Linked DNA regions of Zea mays: all the other regions are linked to region 3. The links are chromatin contacts, called in public Hi-C maps. All regions are on one chromosome and are shown on one strand. The core of a region is the stretch at or near the end of the contact, and the rest is flanking DNA. Distances in the headings are between cores, read along the strand shown. Region 1 holds the start of LOC103640776 (transcription repressor OFP8). Region 2 has its middle 80 kb from the start of LOC103640777. Region 3 holds the start of LOC100384853.

Evidence for each region. A called contact is a pair of places that touch in the nucleus more often than the background predicts.
Region 1: a contact with region 3 is called in a Hi-C map of bundle sheath, with 2.6 times the contacts expected there. The contact joins the promoter of LOC103640776 here to the promoter of LOC100384853 in region 3. A contact is called at or near these places in 6 of 25 Hi-C or Micro-C datasets (bundle sheath, ear, endosperm and 3 more).
Region 2: a contact with region 3 is called in a Hi-C map of bundle sheath, with 3 times the contacts expected there. The contact joins the enhancer-like site here to the promoter of LOC100384853 in region 3. A contact is called at or near these places in 3 of 25 Hi-C or Micro-C datasets (bundle sheath, leaf and root tip).

The regions. Positions count from the first base shown.
Region 1 is chr10:6,009,386-6,013,156 of Zm-B73-REFERENCE-NAM-5.0, reverse strand. It overlaps LOC103640776 (transcription repressor OFP8), which reads left to right and starts at 1,651. Exons shown (of 1, transcript NM_001364035.1): 1 at 1,651-3,198. The coding sequence starts at 1,813. The coding sequence ends at 2,604.
Region 2 is chr10:6,115,534-6,119,805 of Zm-B73-REFERENCE-NAM-5.0, reverse strand. No RefSeq gene overlaps it. Among protein-coding and RNA genes, the nearest start is that of LOC103640777, 80 kb to the left of the region's middle. Within about 2 kb of position 1,380, at least 18 of the 20 cell types and tissues checked have an H3K27ac peak or open chromatin away from gene starts, as enhancers often do. A contact at or near this core is called in bundle sheath, leaf and root tip, where this site is marked.
Region 3 is chr10:6,252,783-6,256,861 of Zm-B73-REFERENCE-NAM-5.0, reverse strand. It overlaps LOC100384853, which reads right to left and starts at 2,231. Exons shown (of 20, transcript NM_001362566.1): 1 at 1,589-2,231; 2 at 1,418-1,479; 3 at 921-1,024; 4 at 729-810; 5 at 577-636; 6 at 398-452. The coding sequence starts at 1,739.

The DNA of each region.
Region 1 (3,771 bases), core at 402-2,901, 240 kb after region 3:
TTAACCGCGCGCTTTCGATGATTACGCTTACGCCCACGAGTCGAAGAACGAAGCAAGTTTTAGCGTAGTAGCTGAAAGCACGTAGCAGTGACCTTTTTTTTTCTTACGAGCGCGCGCGCGGATTCGGAGGTGTGGTGTGACTGGTGAGGAACATGAGGAGGAGATCGAGGCCAACTGCGGAGAGTGCAGTGCGGACACGCACAAAGCCGATCTATAAAACGACACTGACGCGTCACGCGTGCACGGGGACGGACGTATAGACGTATAGTCGTATACATATTTGCATGGTACAGATGTCTGCACACATGGCACCATGGCAGCACAGCAGCAGCAGCAGCGAAGCAAGCAGAAAAAGCAGGTACGTACGGTACGATCCCTGGACGGGACGAGTTCTTATACGCCGTACGTAGAGGACGTTGCAAAGGGTGTGGCGGCGTCGCACCGCATGGTGATCATTGGCGGCACACCACGGGCACGGGCACGGGCACGGACACGGGCACGGCACGAGCGTGGGAAAAGGCTAGCGAGCGAGCGAGCTCGGTCTAGCTCTGTCTCCGACCGGGACCGGCACGCCGACGCCTAGCTAGCTAGCTAGGGCTCTGCTTTTGCCGGTGGTCGGTGGGCGGAGGGCTACCTCAGCTTTCGTTCGCCTTTCCACGCACCGCAGCCCGGATGGGGTAATACTGTCCCTACTGCTTTCGTGCGCCGGCGGCGCGGGCGTGGAGGGGATCAGGGGAAGGCCAGCGATCGGGAGACCGGGAGCTAGCGCAGCGCAGGGGACGACCCGACCCGACCCACCCGGGCCGCCGCGGAATTCGGCCTTGGCTCTCGCTCAAGTGACCCAATAAAAAAATTTATGTATTTATTTATTTATGTTATTGGGATAAGACAAGATAGACGACGAGCAAAGCTTGCTGAGCTAATAGGGTCAGCTCCGTCCTTTTGCGCCGGATGGATCACCAACAAACGTTGCAGTTGCCAGTTGAAACGAACTCGGTTCCGCCGCTGACGTACGTATGTATATGTATACATCTCAGAGAGTTCGCTTTGCTGACATGAGGACCACACGTCTCCTGTCTACTAGTACTCGTGAGATGTACTGGTAGCTGTACGCTTCCACTCAGTTCAGTTTCAATCTGATGTACAGCTTTCGAGCTCCATCCATGATTCCATGTACGCTCGCTGCTGCTCCAACCTCCAACCACGTCCGTGCCAGACTTTCCACTGCCACTAGAGTAGTGGTGGACTGGTGGTAGAGGAGCGCTCCCATCCCACGTCCGCTGTCCGCTCTCGGTGCTGGCGGGAGCAAACAGCAAGGACGGTCAAAGTCAACACCATGGATCGGAGACACGGCGCAGGGGAACGGAATGATGAGCGCCAGGCCAGGCCAGGCAGCGAGCGAGTCGAGATCGAGACGAGAGTGCCTGCCTCTGCTGCTCTCCCGGCTCCCGCGGAGGACAAGACAACCCCGCCAGCTGTGCGCATTACGGACCAGTAGTACTGCTTATTATATCACGTGGCCCACTCGAGCGACCCCACTCACTCCACCGGTCCACTCCCGCCCGTCTCGTGTCAGTGTCACTGTCACCCAGATCTCGCTCTCGCCTCGCGCGCGTATAAAACGGCGGCGGCGTCCACTCCTGCCTCTGCCTCTTTGCCACCGTCCATTCCCCCGTTCCATCCATCCATCCATCCACCCAAAAGCCACACACATGGACAGCAGCGGAAGCTAGGCCTAGGCGTCGTCGTCCCGTCCAGCTACGCACGCAGCTATAGCCTACAGCTCCTCCCTCCCGCACCATCCCCAGCACCATGTCGTCGTCGTCGTCGTCCAGGGCGCGGCGGGGCGGGAGCGGGAGCCTGCAGCAGTTCCCGGTGGGGCGGTGGCGGCACGTGGCGGTGGTGGACGCCGGGTGCGGCTGCCGCCCGCGCCGGGCCACAACCAGGCTGCTGAGCCAGCTGCCGTCCTTCCTCCGCCCGTCCCCAAAGCCGCCGCAGCCGCCGCCGCCGCCGCGCAGCAGCTCGCGCTCCTCCTCGGGCTTCTTCCCGTCCTCGGCCGCCTCCACCGCCTCCTCCTCCGCCACCACCTTCACCACCACCCACTCCTCCCACTCCAACTACGACTCCTCCTACACCCACCACCCCACCACCACCAAGCACCTGGCGTCGGCCGCCGACAAGCCGCCAGCAGCGGCGGCGGGGAGGAGGAGGCAGCAGCTGCAGGGCCACCACCACCACCACCACCAGGGCAGCAGGAGGAAGAAGCGGTACGAGAAGATGGGCGGCCCGGGCGCGGGCGCGGCGGCGGACGCGGACGCGGACGCCGCCGCAGCAGAGGGCGGCGTTGGGGGCGTGGCCGTGGAGAAGGAGTCCTCCGACCCGCGCGCCGACTTCCGGGAGAGCATGACGCAGATGGTCCTGGAGATGGGGCTGTGCGGCTGGGACGACCTGCGCTGCATGCTCCGCCGCCTGCTCGCGCTCAACGCGCCCCGCCACCACGCCGCCATCCTCGCCGCCTTCGCCGAGGTCTGCGCGCAGCTCACCACCGCGGCCCCGCCGTACCACGCCGCCGCCTACGACTACGACTACCACTACCACTACTGAAAAATAAATAAATAAATAAACACGGGTGGCCTGGCTGGGCTCCGTCTTCTGGTCCCGAGATCCTGGCACCACCCGGCGGCCGGGCTCCACCTGCTGCAGGGGTGGACGGTGGTCATGTCCGCCGCCGCCGCCGCCTCTGCCCCTCTGCCACCGGGTGGTGATAGGATCTCGTGAAGGAGAGATTAAACCACCACCTTATTACTGTTAGCTTCACCAGGTGTCATCAGTGTGTGTATGTCCATTGTCCAGTACCAGTACGACCAGGTGTCCACCGTCCAGGTCGTCCTTGTAGCGTAGCCGTAGCCGTAGTGTGTGCTTTGCGAGCTCGTCTTTTTCTTGGGTTTCTTCCTTGCTCTGTTTGCTAGCTAGCTTCTCGCTGTTCCTACCTACTGTATGTCTCGCAGGAGCAAGCAGCATAGCAGTGTGTGTGTGAGTGTGTGTTCGGCTGGCCTTTCGTTTTGGATGAAGGCCGTGTCCACGAAGAAGTGGTAGTTAGCTGTGTGAGAGATTTAGAAGCAGGTCTGCTTTGTGTCTACTTGTGCTTGTAGCTAAGCTGCTACTAGTAATGAAGATTTGAGACGCGTTTCTTGCTCACACCCCATGGCATTGCTACGTATTGTCACTTGTGCCTATGAATATCGCTAGTACATGGAACACCATTACTGTTTTTACCGAGAGGTAGTACCGTAGTAGTATATAGTTCAATGGTACTGTATTTACTGAGGTAAATGCAGTTTTTTTTTTTTTAAAAAAAACCCCCGCATGGTCACCGTACTGGTGGACTACTGGCCAATTGTTTAAACAGGCTCGAGGTAATAAATCAGTACCCCTGCACTGGTGGCCTGAGTGAGTGAGGCAGCTGGGGCTTCAGTGTAGTAGTTACTGCCAGCCTGAATGTGCATTCATCGCTGAAACAGAGCCTGCACTCCACACAGGACAGGCCTGACCATGGACGGCGTCTATATCTTCAGAAGGCGAGGAATTGAAGGGAGGGACAGACGTGTGCGCATCCAACCCAAACGCCGTGATCCCGTGACGAGCCTGTCGTCGACCTTTGTGGTACGGCCAGTCGGTCGGTATTGTACGTGAAGCAGGGACACTAGCTAGTGTCGAGTGGCCGAGTTCCGACCTGGTCGGTATTGTACATGAAGCAGGGACACTGTACTA
Region 2 (4,272 bases), core at 131-2,630, 140 kb after region 3:
GGACATGTTATTTGCTTTGCACAACGATGTATAAATTGTGGTGTAAGATAGAAAATGATAGCACCCCAACCTCATCGATTCTCGTTATTCCAGATGAACAATGAGACATATATCTTGAAGAATATGCTTGAGTTACGAGGGATAACGACTTTGACAGATGTCATTGTCAGGGGGAGCGAATGTTTATATTGATCACAATCGTGAGACAATAAATGTCATATTCTATGCCCTGAAGGCGTGAGCTTGATGATCAATATGTGAACCTTTATGGAACTTTCTATCAAATATATAGATCTAGTCGATCGAACACCATCAGTCAAAGTGGCTTATTTATATTGATACGTGCACTTACCTCGTATATCCTAGAAGTGAGTAGAGGTAAAGTTCCTGAAATAGTCCTTACAAGGATATGCAATCCGTTTGCTAAATATTTATGTGCATATACTTCGAGAAGAAGATGTTTTGCCTTATTGATATAGTTTTGCAAGGATCAGGGGAGCACATTTCTAAAGTTAGCCCTTGTAGAAGATTCGATAGAATCTAGATCCGAAAGGATCGAAATCTGTCCCGATGACAGTTGTTGTACTCTTTTTCCCTTAGTGAGTTTTCTTGAAGTTTCTCACATGGGGTTTTTAATGAGGCAACAAAGTGCAAATGCAATTTGTATTACCATGCACTCTTTCTCCACGTTTTTACCACTGGGTTTTTCGGAGTTTTAACGAGGCATGTGTTGGTCGCGGTATTCGCCAAAGGGGGAGTGTTAAGTAACTCTAGTTAGGGTTATGTGGACAAATATCGGCTTTGCCCCTGAGGGGTCTCACATCACTATATAAGGAACATGTACACCTCCTCATAATACAGAGAAGAGAAAGAGGCCAGAGACCCAACCCTACATCATGTATCTCGTGTGCTCTCTATCGTGATTCTGGGTAGGGAGACGGGTCTTCCACATCTTCTCGCGCCTCTACTGCTGACGGGAGGAAAGGGAGCGAATCTAGTGATACGTGGTAACGTAGTTCTCAACAGGGTTTAGGCCTTCACATTAGGCGCTTATCAGCTCACCAGCTCTCTTTCTCTACCAACCATCAATCAGCTGGGTCTGTCTACCAGCTGCAGAAAAGCGCGTCCTCTCGTAGTCTCGTGTGTCCGTTGCCGATTTGACGTGCACTGCACATGCCTCCCTATTCGATTCGACAATTCTATTGTCCAGCAGTCCAGCTAGGCAGGCTCCAATTCGAAAGCACCCACGGCCATCTTCCCGCATCCCACCCACCCGACCCGACTACCCGAGAGACTCGGGAAGCGCAAGTGCGCAACGCATCACGAAGCGTAGGGCCCACACGTCACGCTTGGAGCCCAGATCCCCAGACAGCTTTGTCAACTGCCAACTCGTTCCATGGGGCCGGGCCGGTTTAAGTCAGTTACGGTTACGGCCTTCTCTCGGCTCCTTATCCCAGCCCTATTTTTCTTTCCCACACACACAGCCAGCACGCACAACTCTACGTGGGCTCCTAGCCCATTTATCTAGATCTGGGCCCGTTTCGTCTACTCTTAAACGTTTGACATCGTCGGAGTGTCGACAGCATTGGCCAAACATGCAGAGATGCAGTAGGGCTTAGAGAGTGAGAGAGATAGAGAGGGCAACAGTCGTTGAGCCGGTACACAGCACAGTACTGTACAGACGTGCTGTACGGTGTATGCAAAAGTATTGCATACGGCATGAACTAGGAAAACAAGATCTCAGCAGAGAGCTAGAGTAGCCCTGCACAGCGGCCAGCGCACATGCATTGACGCCATCTACCGCTGCAGGCGCCAACGCAACTCGCAGGGAGGATGGTTGATTGATTTTCATCTGAGAGAGTCCGATCCAACAATCCGAGCTTGCACCGAATCCAATCCAAATCCGTGTAGCGTAGCTTAGCTACGCCGTACCGCCGGCAGTAAACCCGTGAGGTCACATCGGCTAGGTTCGCCATGAATCCCGGCGTTTAAGAGCTCCCCCCCGGCCCGCTGCTCCTGTGTGCTGTGCCGGTCGGCAGCTGGCATTCAACAGCTCAGCTCCGGCGTGAAGCACAGTAACTCCTCCGTGCTCTCCCTCTCATCACTTTCATGGCGCGCGCTCATCTTGGGAGATGGCGCAGTGACGACGTGACCACACGGAAGTAATTGACCCCCTCTCCTCGTATGATCGTATCACACGCACGCACTCTTCAGTACGATCTCCATCGCTCCTCGCTGGTTCCGAGCGCGCTAGAGGCCACGCCCCGTGCATGTGCATGTGCATCGTCCACGTCGTCCAGGTGCGGAGCGAGGAGTCTTATCGCCTGCTCTCAGGCTCTGATGACCTCTGGAGAGCCGGGGGTGGAAATGCAGGAAAGCCATGCAGCTTCAGAAGCAGGGGGGCGAACAACAGACAAGGGTTGAATTCGTGCCTGCCTACTCGTACACTACTAGCACACAGCTGCCTATAGCTGGACGTGGACGCATCAAACTCCGATCTGTGGCAGAGACGCGGTAGTTGAGAGAGGTGAAATGCACTTGCTCTTCACCGTGTACACTCGCCATCGCCAGCAGCAGGGTAAATGCTGGTGGTGGTAGCAGCAGCAGCAGGGGGTACTGCTCGTCACAGTGCAGCAAATGCCTGTCAGTGGTGCCCAAGCAGCCAAGCTCATAAACAGGGCGTCAGGGCGGGCGGCCCAGGCCGAATCCGTGGACAATTTTTTTTTCTTCTTTCACTGCAGCCCAAACTCGATCGAGGACTCCTTTCCGGCCGGCTTTCCCTCATCATGCCCTCCCCCTTTCCCGTGCCGTGCGTGCGCGTGCAGGCGAGGTGGTGCAGTGCAGCGACCGACGCAGGACAGGAGCATCCAGCCATGGCTGCTCGCCTGCTCTTGGCTTGTAGGCTCACCTAGTCACCTGAGGCACGGCAAGGGGAAACGCCATGATTTCCGCTTTGCCAGCAGGCCACTCGGCCGGCCGGCCGGGCACGCATCGGCTAGCAGGGTACTACTAGCCGATGCTGTGCATTATATCTCTCTGCTTGAACTGTGCCGCGGCGCTGCCAGAGAGAGTCAAGAGCCTTGCCCCTGTGCACGGCGGGGGCAGCTGCGCAGACGAGGATTCAATTCGCATCCGTCGGTTCACCCATAGTAGCCGTAGATAGTACGATACCCCCCAGTCCCCCACACAGCTCTCAAGAGGACCGAGAGCCTATCGGCTAGCGTGTGTGGATGTTCACTGCTGCTGCTCGATCAGCTCAGTACGTAATCGGTGAGCACCTGCACTGGTAGCGAATTCCAACCTGAACTCGCTCGTCGCAAGCAGCTCAACGCTCATCGCGGCGTAGCACACAGGGCGGGCGAACAAAACCTCTGCAGCCTGCTGCGCAGAGGCATACAACACGTGCCCCGGTAATGAGCACACTGCACCGCTAGCTGATCCGGCATGCCCAACGGCTAGTAAAAAGGCTATCTTGCTCGCCTAGCGACTGTATTCCGGGCCGGCGGCGACACGCATGCGCCGTCGACATCCGGAGGAGATCCAGACAGACCCCCCACATCGGTGATTGGCGTGGGTGGGTGGTGCTGCTCCTGCTGCACGCAGCGAAAAGTTTCCCTCGTCGGTCGATCGGTCGACAGCGCAACAGCGTGATCAGGCGAGCAGGGCATCGACGTGCTCCCCGCCGGCAGGACATCCAGGAACGCGGCGCGCGCGACCTTGGTTCCCCCCCTCGTCTCCCGTCTGCATGCGGATGGACTTGCTTATTCGCTGCTCTGCTAGCGTATGATCGCGTATGGAGAAAAACGGGTCCATGTCCATGCACTGGAAGACGAATACGATCGCTGCGTGTGCATGTGCTCCATCAATCGATCGCCTTGCCAGTTGCCATTGGACTGACTTGCTTGCTTGCTTGCTTTGCAGTCATGCAGTGCAGGCGCCTCCTCCCGTCCTCGCATGCAGAGTCACAGCATGGGGATGGGACCCGTCCGGCCATATAATACTGCAGTGAATAGTACCGTGCTCCCGTCCGTTAAAAAATCTATCGTGAAACTGGTCCGTCTAATTGATTAGATCAAATATAATAAGGTCATGTACAGCCTTAAAACCCATATCAGTTTTTTTAAGGACAAGAGACAGTTTAGAGACGAGTCTACAAAGAGCTCATCTCTTGTATATTTTCAATTAACCTCTTGAAGATTCCATATTAAATGAGTTTATACTTGCTATAAGATGGTGTAGGTGTGTTGTAAGATGAGTTTATACTTGCTATTA
Region 3 (4,079 bases), core at 982-3,481:
AAAAATCGATGACAAGGTTTGAAACAGTAAATGTTTCTATTCGTTGTTCTATACATTGCAAATTGCAATACATTCCCTTTAACCTGAAGTTCAGTCACAATGGTAACTCTGCTGTTTCAGTATGCTAACTGCTTAGGCTTTTTTAGAAAACTGAGGAATTTACTGGTTCTTCAACTGCACACAACCTGCTTTAATTACAAAGTTTTGAGCTGCCCAGCTGACTTTGGGAAACAACATAGCAAAAATAAAAAACTACCTTACAATAACTGCTTACATGATGCACAAAAATACAAATCATGGAGAAGCATCCTATTCTATAACTGATACTAACAACCAGTTGGAACAGCATTCTGCAATAAATTGAGCGAAGACAGTGGCAATATCAAATTATGCATACCACTGGCAGATTGACCAATGGAACGTGCAACTTGGCTCAATTTGTCTTTCACAGCCTAAAACATGAAAACAAAAATCACTTCACGAAGCAAACAGGAAAAGGCCAAAAACTGCAGTTGTACAGTGTTAAGCATGAAGATCCAAGTCCTCAGCAGTTCTATTAGAGGCCAAAGTCTATACCTCAAACTCTGAGTATGGCAGTGCTTTATACGGCAATTGAAACTCAGTCATAAGCATCCTCTGAAACAGATGATGTGCAACAAGCAACAGTTAAAGCATAAATGCATATTATTTTCCTTTGTCAGTTCTATGGTAAATGGATAGGAAGTCACCTGTGTTTCAGGACTCTCAAGCCGAAAGCGATACCGAAAAAGTGTAGTCTCCATGGAGAGAAACCACTTCCGCAATTCTTCCCTGTGTGTCGTATCAAATACAGCTTTCTGGTGAGTTGGTCAAAAGAACCACAAGTGAACAACCGTAGCTAATATATGTAGCGAATATAAACATATGAATATTAATCTTACGTTCTGCAGTAGACTAGACGGAGCACAAAGTGCGATATTATATCCTTGTTCAAATTCTCTGCTGGATCCTGGTGCCTCATGTGTGTCTTCCACAATTCACTGACCTGAAGTGCAGAACAGAACAAGACATTTCTATTTAAAACAAAAGTTAGAGCAATGCCAGAATGCGATAGAGTCCATAACTAGGGTTGCAAAACCTTCCATGTTTATCTTAATTCAGTATGATTCTGAGGAGAAAGCAACAATTCTAGCTACAAAAAATAGACTAACATCCAAAGGGGCCTAAGTTAGCCACTCTTAATATTCTCTAGCGAAATCAAAACCATACAAAGAGGTTGATCCTTCAAATACATACACAAGACTGAAACCACTGAAACATTCGCCTACTCCTGATGGCAAAACCCAAATTTTAGGCAGAAATATGCTCCAAATATAGTTCCCTCCTGCATCCCCCCAAGGCCCCAAGACCATGAACGGCAAAGGCGATAATCGCTCACCAGTTTCTCCATCTCCTCCGGCCTCTTCCCACGCGAGAGTCCATCCGAAATCCCCTTGAGAACTGCTCGTTACCAGCGCACGCAATGAAACGAGTTAGCAAGATCTGGGAAGTAACGGAAGGAAGCCACGCGGGATCGGGAAGCATTTCTCTCGCCAGGAAGAAGCCGCACCTCGGAGGCGGTCGATGGCGAAGAGCTCGAACTCCTCCAGCCGCACCTCGAGCTGCGGCGCCGCCTTGTAGGTCGGCAGGGCCCCCGCGCCGCCGCCGCCGCCGCCACTGGCTGCGGCGGCGACCTGCCTCTGGGAGCGCACGATCTCCATGCGGCGTTGGAGGCTGCGTGGTCAGCGGATCCTCGCCCGGCCGGTGTCCGGGTCTGTGGACTGTGGATCAGTGCCGCAGGCCGCTGGGGTTGGGGCGCTGGACGCGCAGGGGCGCAGGGGCGCAGGGGCGAGGGGGCGAGGCTGTGGGAGAATCGGAGAAGGACCGAGCACCGTGCGGGACTAGGCCTGGGCGAGGCCGATGCGCCGCCGGCCGCCGCTTCTGACCTTCCGCGCCTCCCGTTCTCCGTGCCCCCAGCCGATGCGCGAGCGAGAGACGAGAGACGGAGCGAGTACCGAGGGAGGTAGGGGAGTGACGAGCCTTGTTGGTGTCTGCCGGAGACTACAGCGCGCGCGGGCCGGTAGGCGGTTGTTGCGGGGATGAGAGTGTTGGGGAGGAAGGGGAAGGGCGGCCGGAGCGAAGACTGGGGCGGTGGGGCTTAGGGGCGCCTTGGCGGGAAAAGCACCTCGTTTTCCCGCCGCGATGCCGCTGGGCCGTAGGCTCTAGGCCTGCTATTGGGGCCGCGAGGATGAAAGTTACCCGTGGGGGCAGTCGTTTGGTGCTCAATTTTTTTATTTGACATGGGAGTTATTTTAGTTCATTGGCGGTGGAGTAAAACATGGTTTTACACTATAAAAATCACTATTTAGAGAGTGAATATTGAAATAGATGAGATATAGCCTACTATTAATGATTTAGAGCGCAGAATAGCATCCCCGTGGTCGTCATCCACACGTGTGATACCGGTACGCGGTACACCACTAGCGTCGGAGACTACATGGCTCGGTCGCGTGGCCGATGGACGGGAAACAATTTGTTGTGAGGAAGTGTGGTGTATGAGAGCGAGTGGTTGATCTAAGCATGAGTCATCTTACCTGACCGATTCAGTCCATACTGAAAAAATTGACTCGATCCAACTAATACAATAATTGGGTATGAACTATAGTTTTTCAATAATCGGGTATGAACTATAGTTTTTTTGCCAATAGCAATCGACAGACAAGTACAAGCCGTGAGACTTAAAAGACGACCCAACCCGATCCAGAGCAAAAAAAAATAACTCAAATGAAAGCTAAAAAAACTCGACTTAACAGGAAAAAACGGACTCAAACTGATCAATAGAGAGACACGGACCAACCTGACCTGTGTCCCTCTATGCACGGACGGGCGCGGGTCGTGCCAAACGGTCCATTGCCTAACCTTAATCCACCAAACTCAATCCGATCTAACATTTGAACAGGTCCAAAGCAGCAGCGAGAGCCAGGAAACTTAACCCATTTTGTCGGGGGGGGCTGCGTGGGTTTGAGCTTGGACTTAGGATTAGCTCACTATTAGGCATACTTGGGCGGTGACGAGGAGAGGTCTAGCTACCGTTAGTTTAGAAACTCAAGTAATTTAGATATCGGATATTTCCATCTCAATCTCACCTTTCCTTTGAGTTTTCAAACAAACCGAAAAGGTGGGATGGGGGATTTGTCCTAAACTGTTGCAGTTGCTTGATGACGCGCAGGACCCAAGAAACGTTAAGGCCGCCGGATGAGTAACCGAGAGAGTGGATGGCGCAGGCAGGCCTTGCCAGGTCGTCCAGGGCGAAAAACATTGCAGATGTTGTGTGCAAGTGACGTACGGGGGGTGTCAGGCGTCAGGTTGACTGGCACGTTCCACTCCCAGCTAGCTGGTCTCAGCCTGTCTACGCGACCTTTATTTTTATGTCCTCGTGCTGTTGTTACTATACTACACCATGCGACATGCGAGTCACGATCGACGTCGATTATCCTGTACGTACATGACATGCGTGCGTGAGTGAGCAATCCGTAGTTGGCGGCACCACACCCTGTCACGTGTCAGTGCCGCGTCAATGGGGCTATCTTATCCGCTTCGTCATCTCTTTGCGCCTACTCCCTGTCAAATCCAGGACCCTTCCATTGGGCGGAGAAAGTAATATAATTCCAGAACACAAACTAAACCATTGCTTTACTAACCGTCTGCACATGGAGCAGTTTACTAAATGGCATTTGATTATTAGAATCACATTCCTCCCCCACTTGGAAGATGGAAACATCCCCTAGTATTTTACCCAAAAACCGCGCAGCCGACGCTTTTTTTAACTGACTCCAGAGCTCGTCTGAGAACAGAAAGGCAGGGATTCTGAAAGAGACTCTCGCGTGTGGAGGTGCTGGCTGACTGTTGAGCTGTGCTGACAGAGCAAGTGCTTTCCCAGCTGCAAAACGCGGCTGGATTTTACCGACGGATGAACCAGGATCCCAAAAGCGAAACGCTAGCTGACCTGGACTGACAAGGACTCACCCCGCGACGAAGGACTGGGCTTTGAGAGCCAGCCC